4 separate regions of the Mus musculus genome follow, and regions 1, 2 and 4 are each linked to region 3. Evidence: chromatin contacts called from public HiChIP or PLAC-seq and promoter capture Hi-C data. All regions are on one chromosome and are shown on one strand. Each heading gives the region's core, a stretch centred on a gene start, on an enhancer-like site or on the middle of the called end of the contact. The rest is flanking DNA. Distances are from core to core; before and after follow the strand shown.

Evidence for each region. Promoter capture Hi-C pulls out the DNA fragments that hold promoters and counts their contacts. HiChIP or PLAC-seq counts read pairs in DNA pulled down with a chosen protein or histone mark.
Region 1: a contact with region 3 is called in a promoter capture Hi-C map of hematopoietic stem and progenitor cells, with 4 times the contacts expected there. The contact joins the promoter of Tomm20 here to the promoter of Itgb1 in region 3. A contact is called at or near these places in 4 of 39 promoter capture datasets (the HPC-7 cell line, HPC-7-derived erythroid cells, embryonic stem cells and 2 more), 4 of 115 datasets of contacts at active chromatin or transcription factors (astrocytes, embryonic stem cells, large pre-B cells and 1 more) and 1 of 9 other capture datasets (adipose tissue).
Region 2: a promoter capture Hi-C map of embryonic stem cells shows a contact between it and region 3, with 5 times the contacts expected there. The contact joins the promoter of Rbm34 here to the promoter of Itgb1 in region 3. A contact is called at or near these places in 6 of 39 promoter capture datasets (the 3T3-L1 cell line, cranial neural crest, embryonic stem cells and 2 more), 1 of 484 Hi-C or Micro-C datasets (B cells), 5 of 115 datasets of contacts at active chromatin or transcription factors (T-cell acute lymphoblastic leukemia, astrocytes, cardiomyocytes and 2 more) and 1 of 9 other capture datasets (embryonic stem cells).
Region 4: a contact with region 3 is called in a FOXA1 HiChIP or PLAC-seq map of pancreatic cancer cells. The contact joins the promoter of A630001O12Rik here to the promoter of Itgb1 in region 3. A contact is called at or near these places in 2 of 484 Hi-C or Micro-C datasets (B cells and the G1E-ER4 cell line) and 2 of 115 datasets of contacts at active chromatin or transcription factors (extraembryonic endoderm stem cells and pancreatic cancer cells).

What each region holds. Positions count from the first base shown.
Region 1 is chr8:126,944,447-126,947,893 of GRCm38.p6, reverse strand. It overlaps Tomm20 (translocase of outer mitochondrial membrane 20), which reads left to right and starts at 1,973. Exons shown (of 5, transcript NM_024214.2): 1 at 1,973-2,290. The coding sequence starts at 2,170. It overlaps LOC115486982 (a long non-coding RNA gene), which reads left to right and starts at 2,297. Exons shown (of 2, transcript XR_003947623.1): 1 at 2,297-3,447. LOC115487043 (a small nucleolar RNA gene) reads left to right here and starts at 2,914; the gene lies at 2,914-3,047. Rbm34 (RNA binding motif protein 34) reads left to right here. Exons shown (of 11, transcript NM_172762.3): 11 at 1-722.
Region 2 is chr8:126,969,468-126,972,690 of GRCm38.p6, reverse strand. Rbm34 (RNA binding motif protein 34) reads left to right here and starts at 1,642. Exons shown (of 11, transcript NM_172762.3): 1 at 1,642-1,701; 2 at 1,782-1,953; 3 at 2,563-2,708. The coding sequence starts at 1,652.
Region 3 is chr8:128,683,878-128,687,062 of GRCm38.p6, reverse strand. It overlaps Itgb1 (integrin beta 1 (fibronectin receptor beta)), which reads right to left and starts at 1,409. Exons shown (of 16, transcript NM_010578.2): 1 at 1,104-1,409.
Region 4 is chr8:126,847,700-126,850,796 of GRCm38.p6, reverse strand. It overlaps A630001O12Rik (RIKEN cDNA A630001O12 gene), which reads right to left and starts at 1,777. Exons shown (of 2, transcript NR_151740.1): 1 at 1,567-1,777; 2 at 1-1,436. The region is part of intron 1 of Gm31718 (a long non-coding RNA gene); the gene reads left to right.

The DNA.
Region 1 (3,447 bases), core at 724-3,223, 1.7 Mb after region 3:
CAACTCCTCTAGTCTCCCCAGACTTTGTGCACTTTTTCACTAACATAACCTACACACACATATATACAAGTAAAAAATAAAAGTGTGGGGCTGGAGAGATGGCTCAGTGGTTAAGAGCACTGACTGTTCTTCTAGAGGTCCTGAGTTCAATTCCCAGCAACCACATGGTGGCTCACAACCATCTGTCCGATGCACTCTTCTGCTGTGTGTCTGAAGTCAGCTACCGTGTACTCACATTAAATAAATATTAAAAAATAAATAAAAGTGTGTAGCTTTTACAGCAGAGAAAGCTCTATTTCCTGTATCCAAGACTGGATAATTTATGGTTGGTTTTCCTTACAGTATTTAGAACCTTTTCAGTTAAATTTCAGCAATTTTACCTGATCACTCTGGAGCATTTTTGCATAAACTATATAAAGATGTAACATTAGATTGTGCGTGCATATATAATCTATGTACAACTTACAGCTCCTGTGAGTGAGCAGGTTATATACATGCATAGATGTAACTTTATTTAATATGTGTATGATGTGAATGTGGAGGCCAGAAGAAAACTCTGGAGTTTTCTCCTTCCAAAGCATGGACTCACTCAGCCATCTCACTGGCCCTAGATACTTTGGAATTCGGTACTGTGTAACTGTTGAAATTCCTCCTTTAGAATGTGTGTGCTACTATGATTGTGTAAATCATTAAAAAATGTATTTTGTAGGAAATTTTCTAAAGATGCTTAGTGTAATTTCTTGGTACGTTCTATCTGATAAAATACTTAATAGCCACAAGACTATGTATATAAGTGGTCAAGAGTGGATAGAAGTTGGCTTTGTTATAAAAGTGCTGGCTAAGTACTGATTAGTCATGAGTATGAAACATTTTTTTCTTGTAAACTTTTTTTCTCCCTTAACATAGCTTCAAAAAATCCTTAAAGGGGCTAGAGAGATGGCTCAGCAGTTAAGAGCACTGGCTATTCTTCCAGAGGTGCTGAGTTCAATTCCCAGCGACCACACGGTGGCTCACGACCATCTGTAATGCTATCTAATGCTCTTTTCTGGTACGAAGGTGTACATGCAGGTAGAGCACTCATATGCATAAATGAAAAAAAAAAGCATTCTTACAATGAGAGGTGCAGGAAAGGCTTGCATCGGCTACCTCTTATCACTGTACCCAATTCTCAGAGACTGCAGCATAGCTTGTCACTGTCCCAGGTTTCGATGTTTCCTCAGTGAAGGGAGCAGTTGCTGTACCAGACTGCCTTTCCTTCAAAAGCCAGCCACAAGTGTGGTGGGTGGGTTCGAGCATTAGTAACGAGCTGGTTGGGAATCTTGATGGGGGTTGTGGAGGAGGGAGAGAACGACAAGACTGCAGTTTAATGACGGCACAAATCAGGGCCACCCATAGACTTTTTTTTTTTTTTTTTTTGCCCTTCTGCATTCCTTACAGGTTAAATTTTTTTGAACGAATTAACCCATTTTTCTTCTCCGCACCAGGGCTACATCATAAAATTATTTTGCAGTCAATCATTGTGTCTAATCTCAGTCACAACGCAATTTACAAAGCAAATACTGCCAGATCAGGCGGCTCAGGTCTTCCTTTAAAACCACAGCTCAGAGGATGAGGCAAAAGGATTGCAGGTTCGAGGCCAGGGCAGACTACACAGCAAGTTCCAGACCCTACTATGCTACAAGGGGAGAGCCCGTCTCAAAAACCTAAAAAGCAAACGCATGCACTTCAAGTCACAGGCTTCCTGAAGGACACAGTGAGATGAGATGCTGTTCTCAGCCGGCTCCCACCTTCGTCTTTCATTAGCAAGGACAGTGGATTAGAGGCTTCTGACTCAGCACGCCACAAACACGTGCTGCCCCTGACCCCCTGGTCACGGGATGACGCACAAATCCTTCTGCAGTGCACGCCCCGCCCCCAGCTTGGCGTCTCAGCCGCGCAGACTGGGTCCATCTGCGCGTGCGCACCAGGCGTTCCCGCGCAGGCACCGCCGCGGACAGCCCGCCGCGGACCTTCCCCCGGGGTCCTCGCGCGCCGGAAGTCCTCGCGCTCGGCCTTTTCCGTCTGGACTGGAGGCAGGCGGCTGCGAGCGGCCGGCGTGCTCCGATCGGTCGGAGCTAACCGCTGCCAGGCGGGCTGCCGCGGCCCGGCGTACGCCCCAGTCGAGCGAAGATGGTGGGCCGGAACAGCGCCATCGCCGCGGGCGTGTGCGGTGCCCTCTTCATCGGGTACTGCATCTACTTCGACCGCAAAAGGCGGAGTGACCCCAACTTCAAGAACAGGCTTCGAGAACGTGAGTGGGCCCCGCGCGCCCCCGAGTGCTCCCCGGCGTCGCGCTCTTGCGGCCAGGGTCCCGCCTGTGCCCGCGGGCCTCCATCTTGGAGGCGACCTGGCTCCATCTTGCTGGCGGTGGAATGCATGCTGATTCGGGGGAGGGGTAGCACTTTTTTGCCTTTCCCCAGCTCTGTAATTCTGGGGGATGGGGGGTGGGAGACAGGTCTTTAGCTCAGGTTAAGGTGGTTATCCTCCAGTTTCAAGGTCTCACCACGCCCAGCTCCATTCCCCCCCACTCAACTTGTGTTGAAGACAGGGTCCTCCTGTGTAGCTCAGGCTGTAACCCGCGCTAGCCTCGACCTCGTGGCAGCCAGCACCACCACCACCTCCCCAGCCCCCCGCTTCAACCTAGTGCTGTGATAACAGGCACGAGCCTTTCTCTATAACAGTCACCGTTGAAAACAATCATTCTTTATGTGTGTTTACGACAGGGGACTGCTGCAGTTGGTAGGTCGGCTTCGAACTCTTGGTGCCTCTCATTGCTAGCTTTTCAGACGGGTGCCTACCCCGAAGGCGGTGGTGCTCTATTCAGCAAACCCGTCGACGGTGCTGCCCCAGCACTAGCACAGTGGGGTGTCGTCCTTGCATTCTTAAACCCTCTTGGCAGCTTTGCTCTGGTGCTTCCAAGATATGAGTGAATGCTAGACAAAGTGCGGGGGAGTCCAAAGGGCTGCGCTCCTCACGTGGCTCAGTCTTATTTCATACCTGCGACATCTTCAAAGAGTTTTACCGGAGGGAAATCTTGGCACGCCTTGGGAAGTCATGGACATGTGATCCACCCATGAATTTACAGAGACTCTTTATTTTTCAATATATAGTCTGAAAGCACATTTGTTGGAATAATCTGGCCTTTTTTGTTTCGCTTTCTTGGGGGCTGCAGTCAGTCAGTTACTCCATTCTCTCGAATTTCTAAATGAGTTTTTTAATTTTTCGTAGTTATATATGGTCGGAGACTAATGAATTAGACGTACATCCTTTAATACTCATTATAGGACTTCCAGGACTTTTTGAGCCCGTAGGCCCCAAGTAGCCTCATCGTTTTCTTCACGTGGGGAGATAAGGAGAGTGTGTTTTTGTCCGATGGCTAGGTAGAGTAATGCGAAGAATGCATCTTGG
Region 2 (3,223 bases), core at 393-2,892, 1.7 Mb after region 3:
CCCAGAGAATGATTGGAGGGCTTATACCTGGAGACTCACTCCATGCATTTATGGCCTGGTTGTAAATACGACTGAGGATTTTTATGTCTTCAACCAGCTAGCACCTCCAATCAATCAAGTTAAATGTGGCCATTTCTGCTGTGTTACTAGGTTCTCTTCCTTAACATAGGGCTGGCTGGAGCTGCTAGTGCAGGGGCCTCGGAAACCTCTCAAGGGTTAGAGTTGGCCCATTACTGAAAGGGAGGAATGAGAAGCCTAGGCTGACTCCGTGACAGACTTCAAATAGGAGTTTAGGAGACCAGGCCTAAAAACTGGGCAAGTCCAGACAAGTCAATTACTAACAGGAAAAAGCCCAGGCTCCAGCTTTCATGCCCAGGTAATGGAATGTCCCAGCCACCTGGCCTGAAGCAAGCACAATGGGTCAGCAGCAGTTTCCAGAGTTCCTCAGTAACAGTTCCCAGACCTCCCCAGCAAGTTTCCAGCCCCCACATCCCAGTAATGGAATGTCAGTATCCCTAGAGATAGACCCAACATATTAACATAGAGGTCACCTACCCCAGCATTCCCTAATGTGCTTTAAATCTGGCCTGCAAGCTCACTTGGGTGTCTCTCTATCTTGGTAACTGGGGAGATCCCAACATGCTGGACTTCCTGCAGGCAAAAGAGGCTACGACCGCATATCCCAGAATAGCCTCAAAATCATGGCCAAGCTCTACCTAGGCCCTAGAGAACAGGGATTACAAATATAAGCCACTATTAAAAAAAAATCTAAGTATGAATTTACTTAAAGAATGACGGGAGGTGGGGAGGGGGCTGGTGAGATGGCTCAGTGGATAAGAGCACTGACTGCTCTTCCTCAGAAGGTCTTGAGTTCAAATCCCAGGAACCACATGGTGGCTCACATCCATCCATAATGAGATCTGACACCCTCTTCTGGTGTGTCTGAAGACAGCTACAATGTACTTATGTATAATAATAAATAAATATAAAAATAAATGACAGGGCGGCTTTGAAGACGGAATAGTACAAGGATGTGACCAGTTAAACTGTGATCCCAAATACTTGTTTTCTGCCGACTTTGAAACGTCAAACTTCGGGAAAGGTGTACCCTTCCCCGACTGCTAAGACACATCCCTGTAGCCCCATTTCTCTTGGAAACCTCCTTCCTTAATGAGCTGTGGCCGACAGCCTTCCCTAAGCCTGGGGGGCGGGGGGGCTTGTTTTATTTGAGACGAGGTAGCTATGCTGGAGCCATGTGGTTTTAGCCGGTCCTGGAAATCGAGGTAATCCGGCTACTTCGAGCCCCAAATTCTGGGATTAAAGACCTAAGCCACTATGTCAGGTTTTAGCTGACCCTCGTACTAACACGAGGCCTCAGCTACTCGTGAGACTTGCTGCACTCCCTCAGCCTAGGTTTCCCTGAGACGCCTGCGGACTGCAAAACCATTAGTATTAAGCATAGCGCGGCTCCTGCGCAGCCACGGGCTGAATGGGGAGAGGGGGTGTGGTCCTGAGCGGAAGAGCTCAGCCTTAGAACGGAAGTAGTCGGAACCCGGAGGCTGCCGGAACCCGGAACCAGAGGGAACGCATGACTAGTCGGATCCCAGAAGCGCGGACCTAGGACTTCCATCCCGGAAGCTCAGTTTTCAGCATGGCTCTGGGAGGGGAGGAACGCAAGAGAAGGAAGGGCTCGGAGCGGAGGTGAGTGGCGGCGGGCGTTGGTGTGGATGGGTTGGCGGTGAGTGGCGCGGCGTGGCTGAAGAGTGCTCTTGTGTTTGCAGACAGAGCTCTGGAGACGGCGTGAGCTGTGCGGCCAGCGACTACCTGGTGGGACAGGTCGCCGACAGCTTGCGGGGCGGCCCGCGGCCTCCTGGAGGCGGGACGGGGCGGCTGGCCGCTCTCTTCAGCACCGCGGAGCCATCGGCTCCTCCTGTATTTGTGCCTGTGCCCCAGGTGAGTCGCCGGGCTGCACCCTGAGTATCCCGGTAGAGAGAGATGTAGAGGGTCACTCTCCTGACAGCAGTGACTGTCTGGTCCTTTGAGCAGGGCTAGCGCTTCACCCTCAGCCTATTTGATTGGCAGGGTCACCTGTAGACCGTGTAAGCCTCAAATTTCAGTTATGTATCCGAGGATGAACTAAACTCCTGATCCTTCTCCAGCCTTGAGTTCTGAGATTACAGAGTCGCTCCCACCATGTCCGACTTGACTTTTTTATTTTGAGACAGGATCACACTAGTTGCGCACGCTTAGAATACACGGTAACCCAGATTCTATATTCCTGCCTCACCTTTCCACTGAATGGCTGGTGCTGCAAGAATATTCTGCTTCTCTCCGTAACCCGTGAAGAAGTATCCATGTAGAAAGGCACATCGGAGTACTGCTCAGGGACTTGGAGACGGAGGGACTTTGCTATGTAGCTCTGGCTGGCCTGGCACAGTTCCTCCTGCCTCTATTCCTGAATACTGGAATTACAGATATAAGCCACAACACACAGCTTTAGGGTCAGGATTTTTTTTTTTTTTAAAGTTTGAGGTTTTAAATATGACTTCAAACTTTTGAAAGGAAACATCTAAAAAAAGAAAACTTGATGATGATGATGATGATGAAGAAGAGAGTGTGTCCCAAACTAAAAAGCCAGTTTTGCAAGAGCCTTCGAGAAAAGTGAAAGTGAAGAAACTCTCTGATGCAGACAAAAGACTGGCAAACAGGTTGGTAGAAATCTCCTTTTTGCTATATTAAATACCTCAGGCAGTTTTTTTTTTTTTTTTTTTAATGTTCATCTTAATTTTTTTCACTGCATATTCTGAAATTTAAAAAATACATTATACAAAGTCTCATACAGGGTTAAAAGATACAAGAAAGCCATTTATCCTAAGCGAACAGATACTGGTAGATCAGCTTTTTAGGTCTTTGTGTCCATCACTGCTTCTTGATTCTGAGCCAGCCTTGTTAGGACTTTAACCCCTTCTCTGTTTTCTGAGTTGGGATTTCTGAGTTAGTGTGTCTGTCAAATGTGAATTTGGTTTTCATAGGAACCAAATTTCCCTTACTAACTTAAAATTCCTTTTACATAATATTTGAGTTAGTATCCAAACAGATACACTACTTTTCTATTGAGTGTTCCTCATTCTTTCTTGGAGACTTCTTGCATCCCAGGTGGACCTTAAACTCACTCTGCAACCTAAGCTGTACTTCAGCTTCCACAAACCCTTGGCTCTCAATT
Region 3 (3,185 bases), core at 160-2,659:
AAAAAATAAAAACCTTAAGTCATACTATCCTCTTCATACCCAAGTGGAATGGCATATCCAGGAGACTTTCCTAATACTACCAAAACATTCTGAGAAGTTTGTAGATTTTTTTTAACATAGCAAAAGCAATGAAAAGTAATTAATGTATATGAAGCATTGTTGTCTAAGTTGTGGTTTTACATTTCACTACCTACTGTGTCCTTTTCTTTTTTTTCTTTTCTTTTTTTTTCTTTTCTTTTTTTTTTTTTTTTTTTTTTTTTTTGAGGCATTGCCCTGGATTCCTCTTGCCATACATATACATACACACACACACACAAAATGCCTTCTTTATTTTACATTAGTTAGGTTACTTAAAGTTCAAATATAGGCTCTGGAGGTGAGCCCATGAACTCTCCAAATTACTTAAAACTCCTGCACCTCAGTTTCTTCCTTTGTAAAATGAGATAGGCAGTCCCAATACCACCATGGATCAGGATCAGGGTTCTGCAGTGAGGTCAGTACATGCTGGGAGTTTACATGCTGGGAGCTGGGTCTGACCCTCGTGTCACAAGAATTACTATAATTAGTGTAGGAACTCCTTTTCTCTTTTAAAGATGAGGAAACGGAAATAGGATAATTTATTACTAGTTATTACTAGGTTTCAAATTAAAAGTTCAAATTCACTGTGGCATTCGGGATCAGCGCGGTCATTAACCCAGCCTGTCACTAGGAGGCACGAGAAAGGGTAGGCAGCCACACTCCACGAGGCCCCGGGTGGGCACCGCCTCGCGGACCACGGGCGCTGCGGCCTGGTTCCCAGGGTCCCGCGCCGCGCTGGGGAAAGGCGCCCGCTGGGCACCGACGGACCGAACCCCTCTAAGGTCAGCGGCACCCAGATCCCTGTCGTACCCACCCTTGAACCCCGCCACGCCCCGGTGTGACAGACTGGGCTCGCGACCCTCCCTTAGGACAAGGCCGGGCGGGGCGGGGAGCTGCAGCCGAACGAGGCCGAGCGCCGCGGTCCCTAAAACCGGACTCCACCCGGCCCAGGCCGCAGAGACACGCCTGGTTAGCCCGAGTTGCCCGGAGCCCACGCCCGCACGTCCACACGCCCGCGGCCTTACCTTTTCGCAGCGTCCGCCCGACACGCGGGCGGCCCGGGCTCCGCCGCGTTCCGCCTCTCGGAGGGTCTCGGGTCGGTGTCGGCGGACCTCGGCCTTTCGGAGGGTCTCGGGCCGGCGTCGGCGGGCCTCGGCTTCTCGGTTGGTCTCGGGTGGCGTCGGCGGGCCTCGGCCGCTCCGCGGGTCTGGCGGCTCTTCAGCGAGTGGGCGGAGACTCGGCCCGCCTGTCCCTCAGGAAGCCGCCCCGCCCCGCCCCCGCCGCGAAGCTCTTTCTCCCGGGCTGCCCGGCTTTTCTCTCCCTCCGGAAACGCATTCCTCCGCGCCGCGTCAGCCGCGCCTGAAAAGGAGGGGGAGGCGGCAGGAAGAAGGAAGGTGGGGCAGGGTGCAGACAAAGGAGCTCGGTCGTTCGGCCCTTTCTGCCTGGGGTACCGCGCTGAACCACCGAGGGCGCCGGCCGCCCGGCTGGAAAGCCCAGCCGCAGTCTGTGTCCGGTCCCTGGGATCCCGAGCCAGACCTCTCTGTGGGCTGAGGGGACAAGAAGGATCGGGTGTTCTGCAGGCAGCCCTCGGACCCGCCCCGTCACCCTAAGATTGCAGACTCCCGCTCCACCCTTGCTGTGCCACCCTGCGCTCCTTGGCGCCGCATTTGCTCAATTTTCTATCTGGGTGGCCAAGCACAAAAAGGAAAAATGTTATGTTTGCGCACTTGCTTTCTCTTTTCTGGAAAAAGAATTGAAAAGTAGCCAGTCTCAAAATCTAAATGAGAAGCTTGAAACTTGGACTTGCCTCGTCATACTGAAAGCTGTGGGACAGCAGGTGCCATCAGCTTACCCGAAGAGTGTGGGCTGCCAGGAGGAGCAGGGCACCCAGCCGTAAAGACAGCTTTCATTGCCGGGTTTATGAACCCAAGAAATAGTGTTTCTGTTCTGGAAGAGTAAAACTGGGATGCCAAAAAAAAAAAAAAAGATTAATCACTATGGAAAAGTTATATGTTGCCCATGAGCAAATCAAATGTATTGTTTAACTAAAATTTTAATAAATGAGCATCGTTTTTCTAATTAGTAAATGACTGAACTTAAAAGGCTACGTCTGCATCGGCAGCCCAGCGGTAAAGCTCAGTGACGTTCGTTGCCTTTAAAGGTATTGATCTTACCACTTTGAGTTAAACCATTAGCCCAGTCTCTGCACAAGAAACAGCTTTATAAACATACTTTATCAATGCTTGGCCTGAACTGTGTGAGCTTTCATTCGTGTGACTTGAGGAGGGAACAATCTACCACAAGATCGACACACACACACACACACACACACACACACACACAAAATAGTGTTTGTGCTGCTCTCCCAGGACTCAACCTAAGCTGTCAGAGGAATACCAATTTACATGTACAAGTCATAAACTTTGAAGAAAATAGAAATTAATAAGTTCCATAATTGCTCAGAAATGTAGCTATACTTGAATTCATAAAAATGTTAAGAGATGGGCAGTTACTTAGCTATGTAAAATGCATGAACATTGTTCTAATTACTTGTCTCACTACTGGGGCACAATAACTGACAAAGCAACTTAATGAAAGAATTTATTTTAGCTCACAGTTACACGGTACAGTCCATCTCAACAAGAAAGTTGTAGTGGCAGAAGCATGAGGTCCAATTACACCCACAGCCATTTACCCTGTGCCTGGAGGATTGAAGTTCTACCTTGGCAGAAAATATAAGCTGCCTCTTGCTTTTTCAAAATGTAAGCCTTTCTCCACTGTAGCATTTACTGTGCTGTTGGTTATTCTCCCCAGCAATAGCTATTGCAGCTATTTAGTAACAACCCAAGGGTAGAAATAGAATTCTTTCCGTGAAAAAGAGTGAAGTATAGGAAACAATCAAGTAGGGGGCTGGAGAGAGGGCTCAGCAGTTAAGAGCACTGACTGCTCTTCTGAAGGTCCTAAGTTCAAATCCCAGCAACCACATGGTGGTTCACAACCATCCGTAATGAGATCCGATGCCCTCTTCTGGTGTCTGAAAATAGCTACAGTGTACTTACATATAATAATAAATAAATCTTAAAAAAAGAAACAGTCAAGTGGGCCAT
Region 4 (3,097 bases), core at 528-3,027, 1.8 Mb after region 3:
TAACATGATTATGTGTGCATACATACAGGGAAGACATGGCTCCACATGGGTGGTGTCTTCAGTCACCTCTCCACCTTACCTTTTGAGACAGGGTCTCTCACTGCACTTGAGCTCACAGATTGGAGAGAGCAGATGTCAGCAAGCACAGACTCTCCCAGTGTGTCTCCCCAGAACCGGGAGCTGTGCTTCACTTACTTCTTATGTGGGCTCTGGGGATTAGAACTTGGATCCCCAAGTTTGTTAACACTAAGCCATTTCATCAGTCCCTGTTGTTGATTGATGTATGGGCTTCATTGGTGTCCATTCTTTGGGAACTTGCTGCATGTTATTCAGAGGGGGTCTAGTCTGCAGGGGCTTTGATGACAGAGGCAACCTTTGTTCATAACTGCAAGGCTGCAAGAGGAAGCCCCATGTCTGTTTGATGGCTCTGCTGTCTACCGGATACAGTCTTTCTAACAGCCAGGGTTTTGAATGACCTGACCTCTTTCCCTCCCTCTGAGACTGGAAGATACCAGCTTCACTTTAGCCAGCTCAGGCAGGGAAGGCTCAGCTAGGAAGATCCTGCCCAGTATAAGGGCTGATGGTGTAGGGGTTGAATACCCAGTGGTGCAATAGTCCCTGGGACCTCCACTGTGGCTTTGTGTCACAGTGATCAGGGGACAGGAGAGGCCAGAGCAGGGAACTGCTCTGTCCAGGCCTGGCGTGCAGTGGTTTCCTGCTTTACTAAGTGGCCGTTGCTCTGTACTGATGATTCATGATGTTTGGAAAGTGTGGCTGTGCGCTGAACAGGGAAGTGAAGAATAACACAGCCAAGGTCAAGGCAGGACAAGACAGGACAGCGCCATTACCAGCCATGCACTGTGTGGAAGATACAGAGGGTGAGGGCAGTAGTAAATCGAGGTCTGGTGGTCCTTGGCAGAGTGAGCCTGTGCTCCCCCTTGCAGGTTTGCAAGTAGTGGTCACCTGTCTGTCGCTGGAAGCCAGTGCTGGTCTTGGCTGAGCTGGGCAAAAGGAGGAAGTGGAGGGTGAGTGAGTCAGCCTTTGTTTCCTCTCTGAGTCAGGGTCGGCTCCATTTCTGAGGTTGGAGCCAGGGGGCACTGTGTGGCTTTCTGTGGATTCTTTGAACTTGTAGTCAACACTGATGATCTGCCCCTTAAGGCCGCTGCCCCTTCAGTGACCTTTTAGATGAGTAAGGGGATTAAGCTGGATCCTGCAGCCCTACCACTAGCCAGACTCCCCTTTGACTCAACTGGAGCTCTTCCTGTGGTCAACGGACAGAGTCCAGGGATAGGTTTCTGGGGCTGTGCCCAGATCAGGGCATCCTTATGCCAGGAGTCAGCTCTGAAGGGGCAGCTGGGTTTGAGAGTCTCTTCTGGTGATGGGTAGTGAGGTCATCTCCCTGGGCTTCAGTCAATCCTTAGGTTGGTGATGCAGTACTAGGAAGACGAACACATGGTTAGGATGGTCATACCAGGAATTTCCACGGACAGTGCAGAGCTGACTGTGGCGGGTCAGGTACAACCTGTTCTAAGAGCATTCCTTGTGCTCAGAGATGAGATTACTCACCCAATGGAGACTTGGGACTCCTTTACAGAACACTTCTATGTCCCTGGGCCTTGGCGCCTACCCATCATCGCCTTAGATGGTTAGCGCTCTGACCTTCCAGCACATTCTTCTTATTTTTTCTTGCACATTGCATGACCAGGCAGATGGTCGGTTGGTCCTGCTCAGCCTAGCAATGTTGGTGGGGCTATGTAGCTGCAAGTAAGAATGCTGTGAGTTGAGGCAGTTGGAGCTTCTGGTACAGCGATAGGCAGGCCAGGGGCTCCCCTTGCTCTCACGCCAGCTTCCTCTGAACTCTGATTCCAATCGCTTGTCTTTGAGAAACTTCCTCTACCTCGGTAGACAACGTAAAAGATGGTGGCTTTCGATACTACGCACGGCCTCACTAGGGAGTGACTGAAAGTTCAAAGTCCCAGACATGGCCTTGGTGGCCTTTGCTAGGGCCAGGTAAATGTCAGTGGTTCCTCCATGGTGGTGGTATGGGGAGTGTTGATCTAATAACTGCTCACATCTGGGCTGTGTGATGAGCAGGTCCTTGCCTAAGACAGACAATGAGGCTCTTCCTGAGTCCCAGCATGAAGATGCAGCCTTTCTGCCCCTGCTCACCTTACCCAGAGCCTAGCAGCGAGGAGTAGGGCCCCATGGCGGGTTCATCTGTCCTTTAAGCTGTTATTTCCTGGGAGGATGTGGTGGTGGGTGAAGGTCTCCTTCTGGAGATACAAGCTTCAGGTAAAAAGCTGTGTGATTTTTTTTTTTTTTTTTTTTTTTTGAGCAGAATTCCTTGGAGAGTGCTCTTTGCAACCAAACGGAAGAACAAAAGGACAATTCTCAGAAGCACACCAAAAACGAAACCAAATAAAAACCCCATAAAAAATCCCTATGGGGTAAAGGAAATACCAGTCTGATGCCTTTTGTGTCTTGTGTTGGGTCATAAAGGGCAGGCTCTCTAAGAGGTGGTGTCAACAGTGGCAATGTGGCAATGTTTGGACTCCAGAGAGAATGCTCTGGAAAACAATAGAAGGTGACACCCACGTGTCTATGTGACTGGCAGCCATCAGGGACAGCCTCATGGCCAGGGCATGTATGGAGCCTGGGAGAGGCACTGGGCAGGAAGGAGCTCAAAGTTTGCACATGGTCACCGAGAGCTGGCAACTGGGCTTGTCCCTTCTGGGCATGACTGATGTCAGAGGATCTCTGACCTCCACTTAGTCACTAGATACCAGTCTGGAACTCTCTTTGAAGATGAAGTAAACACTCACAGTGCTGATAATAACAGCTGGGTGATGTCACACGGTTATCTGTAGCTTGAAGAGCTGCACCTGGGTGCTGGAGTGACTGACAGGCATCAGACTTTCTGTTCCCTCATGGGCCTTCTGCACGAGGGGCCACAGTTTGGGGGCGTGGTTCAGAGGCTGCTTCAAGGATGGAGCTGAGGATGCGGTGACTTTCACTCTTGTTTCAGGAGGTGACAACATGCCAGGGATGGAGCTGTGCTGTCAACCACAGCAGCTGCGTGTGGCCTGTGGCTGGCAGC